Linked DNA regions of Mus musculus: regions 1 and 3 are each linked to region 2. The links are chromatin contacts, called in public HiChIP or PLAC-seq and promoter capture Hi-C maps. All regions are on one chromosome and are shown on one strand. Each heading gives the region's core, a stretch centred on a gene start, on an enhancer-like site or on the middle of the called end of the contact. The rest is flanking DNA. Distances are from core to core; before and after follow the strand shown. Region 1 holds the start of Eef1a2 (eukaryotic translation elongation factor 1 alpha 2). Region 2 holds the start of Prpf6 (pre-mRNA splicing factor 6). Region 3 overlaps Rtel1 (regulator of telomere elongation helicase 1).

Region 1 (2,823 bases), core at 92-2,591, 440 kb before region 2:
CCTGTTTCTCTACCCTATACCTTAGCCCAAATGCTCCGTTAGTGTGTAAGTGTTTGGGAAGGTGATTTGGAGGCAAATTCCTTAGGGAAGGGTTAATCAGGTCTGGACATCACAGAGCAGCAGACTGAGTGAAGCTCTGGAGCAGCCAGGAGCCCTGTGATGAGTCACTGTGCCCAGCTCTAGGGTGCATTGTCCTTCCTGTCCTCGATGCCACCCCCCCCTTCACACACACACACACACACACACACACACACCAGGGAGGGACACTGCCCTACCCCCATCTGCTGCCACCATGAAGAGAAGGCCAGCACTCCTCAGCCCCTCCACGGGCAAGGGCGCCATCTTCCTCCCTCTGCCCACAGGCTGGCAGAGGAGACAGCTGGATGGTACCCAGGCATAGGCCCAGAATAGCTCAGGCCCTCCCCACAGGCAAGGGGCAGCCATGAGGGCCGAGAGGTGAATGTCCTGTTCTAGCCAGAGAAATAAAAATCCCACCTGGCCCAGCTCAGCAAGTGCCCTCAGAGATGCCCTGACCCTCTCCCCTACTATCCAGTCCAGGTCCTGTGTCTCAGTACCCGCGCATCTCAGAGGTCAACCGAGAAGCTCAGGCCTGTTGGGGTGGGGGGTGCATCCGAGGGTGGGAGCCACATAGGACGCGATAGGGGTCCTCAGATTTCACCACCTCCCCCGCCCTACTCTGACAAATCACGGACATCCCCAGGGCCCCAAACCACCGCGCCAGCACTTTCACCGACCAGCCTGTCAAGCCCAGCAGAGCCCAGACAAGCCCCAAGGTCAAGGTGACAGCATGATGGCAGGTTTCAGGAGAAGGCCCCCCTCCACTGTCACAATTGCCTAAGGGACTCACTACCCGACTGCCACGGGGACCCACCATGCCCAGTCTAGAGACAGCCTCCCTCCACCCCCAGCCCAGGGGTGCAGCCCAGCTAGGTGCCGCATATTCCCCTCTTCCCCGGGCTGGGTTCCCAGAGAAGCGAACCCTGATTGAAAACCTAAGCAAGGGTCTCAGACCGGGATGTGCGTCCTTACCCAGAGCCGAGGACTCAGTCAGAAGGACTGGTGGCGCCGGCGCCGGCGGTTTTATCTCTCCAGGAGGGGGTCCACCTATTGACGGTGCCGGCGCAATGCACTGCGCCCCTGCAGTACGGCAATGCGGTACCGGAGGGGGGAGGCGGGCGCCGAGCGGCTGGCAGATGGGATGCGAAAGATGCGTGGACGCAGGGGCCGCGCACCCACGGACGCGGGCCGGCGTAATGAGGATCCGAGAGGACGCAGCTGCAATGATGCACCGGAGCGAGGGAGAGAACCAGTGAGCGAGAACGCAGACCAGGAGAGAAAAACAGGCAAAAGGGCGGTGCAGCGCGCAGAGGTGGGGGCAGGGAAACAGAGCCAGGAAAGGAGGGGCAGGGATGGAGAGAAGCGAAAGAAACAGTAGAGAGAACTGGGGTAGCAGAGACAGTGGTTGCTGGAGAGCAGGGGGGAAAAAAAAGGTACATCCAACATAAAGATGTCCCCAGGAAGGTGGAACACAATAGGGAACCAGCAAGTAGACTAGGAGAGAAGAGGCCCAAGCCCAGGTCAAGATCCCTGCAAGCCTTGATGTGGGCATCCATTGCTGGCCCTGCTCATGGTTGAGTCCCGGTGAACATGAAGCTCAGTTTCCAGAGGTTTTCCACGATCCCCACCACCCCTAGCACAAGTGCTTACTCACATGGACCCTACATGACAGGCCCTTGAGGCAATCAGCCAGTCCAGCCCGCAGCCCAACCTTCTTATGAAGCCCTGGAAAGAGGTTTTTGTCTACCTATTCCCTTAGGTGTAGGGAATTTACAAAGCCCGTTCTCAGATGGTCTTAGCTAAGGTCACCAAGAACATCCAAACAGGGTTCAGATCCCCACTCTCCTTCAGGCTCCATTGGTAGGAAGCAGGGAGCCCTTGAGATTTCTAGAAAGATTAGGATATCCCAAATAGACCTTAAGGGGGTTGTGGCCACCGTGTATCACCAGGGGCTTCTTCAGAGGTGCCTATCTTGTCATTTGACCCAGACATTCCCGTTTTCCAATACTGCCACCTGTCCTAACCCAACCAGTCTTTGTGGTTGCAAGTAGGAAGCAAAGGTTCCTTGAGTATTTATGCTGACTGACAGCAGGCCTGTGCCTATTCCTTCTACCCTGGTGTAGAGTAGATCTAGACATAGAAGGCCCAGGTCAGGGCCCAGCACCTCCTACTGAGAGCGCCTGTTAGGGGACCCTGGAGATGGGTGCCCAATTAGGGCAGCTATCAAGTATGAAGAGAGAGTAAGGTGAAGCCTAATGAGGGTCTGTCTAGCAGAGGGCAGCCAGAGGCTAGGCAGGGCTCTCAGATGACTTGGCACTTTTGAAGACTGCTGAGACCGTCAACTGGGAGCCAGGAATTAAAAATAAACGCCTGGCAAGACATTAGCATTTACTCCACCCACTTGTCCAACTCATCTCTCCCTGAATGCCTTCCTTCTTGCATGGAGATGACTGGGCCTGGTTTCGAAATCAGGAGGTAGAGTGGGCTCAATAATGAGGTCCAAAACCCAGCATCTTTGTGAATAGCTATTAGTCCTTAGCTTTGGAGTCGCCTCCTCTGTCTATCTGGGCAGCAGTGAGCCAGCAAGGCCCAAGGCCAGGAGCTTACCCATCTAGAGGACTGACCCCTAATGACCAGAGGTCATGTCCTGCCTGAAACACCTATACATTGACCTACAGGAGGCAGGTCAAAAGTACCTCCCTGTCATTAGGACATACTTTGCCTCCACTGCAAATCCCTGAAGCC
Region 2 (3,002 bases), core at 235-2,734:
GCCCCCCCTGGGACACACACACACACACACACACACACACTCTTCAAGTCTCTGTGAGGCTAGGTGCTTCTCCCACTGAGGCCAGACAAGGCAGCCCAGCTAGCAGAACATATTCCACGTAGAGATAGCCCTTGATTCAGTTATTTAGGACCCACATCAAGCCACATATCTGCCATGCATGAGTGGGGAAACCTAGGTTCAGCCGGTGTATGTTCCTTGGTTGGCGGTTCAGACTCTGAGAGCTCCAAGGGTCCAGGTTAGTTGACTCTGTTGGTCTTCCTGTGGAGTTCCTATCCCCTTCAGGACCCACAATCCTTTCCCCTGTTCTTCCATAAGAATCCTCAAGCTCAATCCACTGCTTGGCTGTTGGTGTCTGTATCTGTCTGAGTCAGCTACTAGCTCATTCTTTACTGGAGTATTTGCTGACCCTCATTTACGGACCACTTTGCTTTGAACTTCAGGCAATACTCCTATCTCTGTGAAGCCCCTCTGTCAGGCACAGTTCCCTGTGGGTCAGTGTTCACAGACTCAATCCTGCTCCTCCCTAAAAACCTGTCTAGGGAGCCAGGACTGCTTTAGTACCTCACTGAAAAGCATTGGCTGTAGAGGCCTGGTTGTCTGATCCAGCAGAGTCCAGGCTGCACAACTTGCAGTTTTTCCTGTCGGCCCTAGAGTCTGGTGCTCTCCCCATGTGTAGGAGGTGTAAGACAAGTGAGGCTGAGAGGCAGACTGTCTCAACGGGCTGAGACTGCTTTATTTAAACACTGAGGGCCCCTAACCTAAAAGGGCTGGGACATACACACAGAGTAGCTACCAGGAGTTTACAGCTATTTTTGAGGTTTAACTCGGAGCAGGGTTGTTTCCCAGGGGTGGCATACTGCTTCTGCAGGTAGACATCGCCGAGGCTAAGCAACTTTTTATAGCGTGGGGTTAATGCCCTGTACAGCCTAATTCACGGCCTGAAGCTATTATTACACAACAGGTGGGACTGGCATTGTGTTTCGGGAGGAGCTGCACACAGAAAATATCTGTGCAAAGTAGAGTGGTGTGAGTCCACTCAAGCCACTGGGCACACAATCACTCCCAAGCTTGTGACGCTGGCCCACACACTGTTGAGTGCACTATACATCTGTCCTCAGAAGGCGCGCGGGGGTTGGAGTGGTCCCGGATCTGATGGCGTAGTCTGGACCGTCGGTGGCCGCATACGGTTCAGTACAGTAAGGCTAGTCTGAAGTGGTTATGGTGGTTGAACTAAGTGGCTTCGCAGCCTTGCTTGCACCGGAACGCTCCTGAACAGGACTAATGCGTTCCGGCTCCGCGTCAAGGCTGGCATGAAAATCGAACCCACGTCCTTGTGGCGCGATACCGAATACCGTCACGCGCACGCGCGTCTTCCCGCAACAAACACTGCACACAGCGCTGGCCGGAAACACTTTGCAAACCCACATCTTTGACTTCCGCCCGAAGCTCTAGGTGGGCGGGGCTTTCCGTGACCCAGCTCTCTACTTCCGGTGCGCGGGTGACGTAGTGCCTGCATCTCTTACTGCTGCGACACCCGGAGGACTCTGAGTCTTCTGTCGTATACTTGCTCCCCTGCTTTTCTGTGTTTCGGTCAATAACACCGCCATGAACAAGAAGAAGAAGCCGTTCCTGGGCATGCCTGCGCCGCTGGGCTACGTACCCGGGCTGGGCAGGGGGTAAGGCAGTGGGGGGGAGTTTGCCCCGGGTAGGGTGCCTGGTGCCCTGGAACACAGCTCGCTCTTGGCCTATTTGAGAACGATTCTGGACTAGCAGCCACTAGAGCTAGAGAGACCGCGTCTCAAAATAAAACAAAAAACCAGGGGCTGGAGCTAGTGGCGCACGTCTCTAACCCCAGCATTGTTGTGGGGGGTGGGTGGGATGGGATGGGGCAGGGGCAGAGGCCTTCGTTTTTAAGTTAAGAGACCAGCCTCGTCTACATAGCGAATTACAAAACAGCCAGGGCTACACAGCGAGTTTCAGGACAGCTAGAATTACTTAACGAAACCTTGTCTCAAAAACAAGGTTAACTTTCACCGCCACAACTAGGTAATTTGGCATAATGCCTTTCCGACAAAGTGGGTATGCATGTATGTATGTATGTGTCGAAATATGTAGGTTCATGAGGCCTGACTACCACTCTAAGATATGACTGAGGGGTCTGAATCTCAGTGTCTTGGTGTCTGAAGTAATATCCGTAAGCGAGTTGGCTGTAAGAAGCAGTTGAGTCTTTGATGTATACAGTAAGAGTGTGCTATACCTTTCTTCCCTTAAACATTTTTCTCTAGGATGTGTGGCTGTAGGTCACCTGTTCAAATTCTCAGCCGTCTGGACAGAGATGGCAGTGCCACTAGTCATAAGGTGTTGGGTAGATGAATAGTATTTTTCCTACTTTTTATGCATTTGATTAGGGAAACATAAGTCTTCCTTGGTAATGGTAGGAGAAGGGAGGCATTCACAGCCGTTTTCAGAAGACTTGCAGTTCACAAGACAAGTTCGGTATTGGTATAAATAAGCACAAAAAGTAGGACAGAAGTCAAGAGATATTCAGCAGTGTGGCATTTTAGTTGGGTTTACGAAGTGTCAGATTTTGGGGGAGTAAAGGAAAAACGTGGAATTTGGTATAGGCACATAAAAAGGCAAGTAGGTGGCTGGTGAAGTGGCTCAGAGGGTAAAGGCTCTGTCAACCCTGAGTTTGAGTTCCCAGAATTCACGAGGTAGGAGGAGAGAACTGATTCTCTGAAATTGTCTTCTGACTTCTACAGATATGTCAGGTCACACGCACACACTAAATAAATAAATAGTTTAAAAGGGCAGCTGAAGATGTAGCTGAGCAGTACTGACAAAGCCCTGGGTTTGATTCCAATGTCTTGCCCAACCTCTTTAAAGAATATAAAAGGGATTAGAGAGATTCCTTAGCAGTTAAGAGCACTTACTGCTTTTGTAAAGGACTTGAGTTTGATTCCTATGACCCCTGTCAGGAG
Region 3 (2,826 bases), core at 327-2,826, 270 kb before region 2:
ATGACCTGGTGGGCAGCTTTTGCTTCTAATCCCTATGGTAAATATACATCAAGAACTTAGTGTGTGGTGCTACTTAGGCACCTCTTACAGAGCTTGGATTTTAGTACCTGGAGTTGGGAGAGCAGATAGCAGAAGATGCTGTTGAATGGTTGAGGATAGCGGAAGTGGACAGAAAGAAGGCTTCAGTGATCTGGTAAAGACAAGACAAGTACCTTTACCTGCTGGGCCAACTCGCTGGCCCTAGCATGACAGTTTTGAAGAACTAGGTTAGAAATCACTGCGGTAAGCGGGCGTGGTGACGCATGCCTTTAATCCCAGCACTCGGGAGGCAGAGGCAGGCCTGGTGTGCACTACACAAAGATACAGTGTCTTGAAAAACAAAACAAAATAAGTTAGACTTAAAATTTCAAGCTTAGGCTTTTTAAAAGAATTAGAAAAATTAAAGTCTTATTTTGTTTTGAGACAGGGTCTCACTGTGTATCCCTGGCTGGCCTGAACTCAGAGAAATTTGTCTGCCTTTGTCTCCTGAATTAAAGGTGTATGCTATCACACTCTGAGAGAAGATTAGTAAACTCTAACATCAGTTTTTCCTTTCAAGAGTATTGGTTTTGGTTTTTTTGAGATAAGGTTTCTCTGTATAACAGCCATGTCCTGGAACTCACTTTGTAGACCAGGCTGGCTCCCAACTGACAGAGATCCACCTGTCTCTGCCTCCCGGGTACTAGGATTAAAGGCGTGGGCCATCACACCTGGCTTTATCAGTTAAATTTAAAAGAAAATTGTAAAGTACTAATTTATTTTTGTTTGAGTGTATGTATGTGTGACCCACTGTGCATGTGTGGAGGTCAGTGGATGATTTGGAATACTTGGTTCTCTCATGGGATTGAACTCGAGGCTGGGGTCTTAGCGTGCCTTACCTTCTAACATCTTGATCTTCCCACTGTTAGTTAAAAAAATTTTTTTAGCATTCTAGCTGAGAATAGTGTGTATATTTACTTTTTCAAGTTATATGCATATGTACGTATACACACACACACACACACACACACACACACACACACACACACACACAGGTACTAGGGTCAAACTTTATTTTCTATCATTGAACATGCTCCGTGAAAAGGTAAGTGATTTAGTTATTCATGCGTTGTAGAGTTCATGGCTGATGTGCCTATTAAGATTCTAATAGGTCAGAATTTCAGTGTTTCTTTACACTATGCATATATTCGCTCTCTGTTTTATCAAAAAAATGGAATATGCAGCTGTAAGCATTTTAAAGTTAATAAAAACTTCAAAACATGGTTTTAAAGAAAAAAAGCAAGTTTCAGAAAATGAGGAAATGCTGCAGCCTTTCAAAGGACCTGGATCTACAGTGAACAAAGGCTTTTAGAATTGAACAGTCCAGCTCACTTCTAAGAAACCTGAGTAGATAGTTTTCTGAAGTTTACAGAATGGCCACTTATGGTTTGTGGAAGGGTTTAACTGCTCTAGTCACAAGGTCATTTCAGGCCCAAACTACAGGAAGTGATACTGTATTCTGATGGAAATGGCTGCAATTAAAGAGACTTAAGGGTCTAGGAACTTAGCTCACTGGTAGAGCATTTGTCTAGCATTGGTGAGCCCAGGTAGTCAATCACAGGACCACACACATACATAAAAAACAAAGCATGCTGGCAAGATAGTTCAGCTGGTAAAGGTGCTTATCACCAAGCAAGCCTGATGCTCTGAGTTCAGTTCCTAAGGCCTACATGTTGGAAGGTGAGAACCCTTAGACTGTCCTAAGACCTCTACCTATGAACCTTAGCACACAGGCACTCTCCCTGCCACAAAGTAACAACAGCATCAGCAGCAAAGGTAGAAGTAAGTGTGAGGTGTGGGGCAGTCGGAGGTACCAACTGTGGCTGGTGGATATGGTGATCACGCAGTAGCTCTGTCAACAGTGTGTGCTTGTAGCTCCCTTCTAGGAAAAGAAAGTCCTTAATCCAGTGACTCAGGCATACAGTCACTGGAGTTTACTGACCACTGCCAGAAGTGGGAAGCTAGAAACTGCCAGCAGTGAGAAGTGAGTCTCAGAAATGCTACATTCTCCTCCTCTCCTTCCTCCTCCTCCTTGTTTTTTTGTTTTGTTTTGTTTTGTTTTTGAGACAGAGTTTGACCTGGAACTCACTCTGTAGATCAGACTGGCTTTAGTAATCTGCCTGTTTCTGCCTCCCAAGTGCTGGGATTAAAGGCGTGCATCACCACTGCCCCGCTCAAAGCTACATTCTTCTTGAGGGAGTAGAATACTGGTTGTAAAATATTCACATCTGAGGCTGGAGAGATAGCTCAGTGGTTAAGAGCACTGACTGCTCTTCTGAAGGTCCAGAGTTCAAATCCCAGCAACCACAAGGTCGCTGACAACCACCCATAATGAGATCTGATATTCTCTTCTGGTGTGTCTGAAGAGAGCTACAGTGTACTTACATATATCAATAAATAAATCTTTTTTTTTTTTTTTTGGGTTTTCGAGACAGGGTTTCTCTGTATAGCCCTGGCTGTCCTGGCGCTCACTTTGTAGACCAGGCTGGCCTCGAACTCAGAAATCCGCCTGCCTCTGCCTCCCGAGTGCTGGGATTAAAGGCGTGCGCCACCACGCCCGGCTTTTTTTTTTTTTTTTAATCCACATCTATCAAAACCTAGATGTCGGGCTGGTGAGATGGCTCAGTGGGTAAGAGCACTGACTGCTCTTCCAAAGGTCTGGAGTTCAAATCCCAGCAACCATATGGTGGCTCACAACCATCTGTAACAAGATCTGACTCCCTCTTCTGGAGTGTCTGAAGACAGCTA

The links. Promoter capture Hi-C pulls out the DNA fragments that hold promoters and counts their contacts. HiChIP or PLAC-seq counts read pairs in DNA pulled down with a chosen protein or histone mark.
Region 1: a contact with region 2 is called in a promoter capture Hi-C map of hippocampal neurons, with 2.4 times the contacts expected there. The contact joins the promoter of Eef1a2 here to the promoter of Prpf6 in region 2. A contact is called at or near these places in 2 of 39 promoter capture datasets (embryonic stem cells and hippocampal neurons), 3 of 115 datasets of contacts at active chromatin or transcription factors (acute myeloid leukemia and embryonic stem cells) and 2 of 9 other capture datasets (adipose tissue and embryonic stem cells).
Region 3: a contact with region 2 is called in an H3K27ac HiChIP or PLAC-seq map of embryonic stem cells, with 4 times the contacts expected there. The contact joins the enhancer-like site here to the promoter of Prpf6 in region 2. A contact is called at or near these places in 12 of 39 promoter capture datasets (the C10 cell line, the HPC-7 cell line, cranial neural crest and 7 more), 11 of 115 datasets of contacts at active chromatin or transcription factors (bone marrow-derived macrophages, craniofacial prominence, embryonic midbrain and 4 more) and 2 of 9 other capture datasets (adipose tissue and liver).

What each region holds. Positions count from the first base shown.
Region 1 is chr2:181,155,674-181,158,496 of GRCm38.p6, forward strand. It overlaps Eef1a2 (eukaryotic translation elongation factor 1 alpha 2), which reads right to left and starts at 1,342. Exons shown (of 8, transcript NM_007906.3): 1 at 1,051-1,342.
Region 2 is chr2:181,599,835-181,602,836 of GRCm38.p6, forward strand. It overlaps Prpf6 (pre-mRNA splicing factor 6), which reads left to right and starts at 1,485. Exons shown (of 21, transcript NM_133701.2): 1 at 1,485-1,697. The coding sequence starts at 1,627.
Region 3 is chr2:181,331,220-181,334,045 of GRCm38.p6, forward strand. All of the region lies in intron 8 of Rtel1 (regulator of telomere elongation helicase 1), which reads left to right. Among named protein-coding and RNA genes, the nearest start is that of Rtel1, 13 kb to the left of the region's middle. Within about 2 kb of position 1,577, at least 8 of the 459 cell types and tissues checked have an H3K27ac peak or open chromatin away from gene starts, as enhancers often do. A contact at or near this core is called in embryonic stem cells, where this site is marked.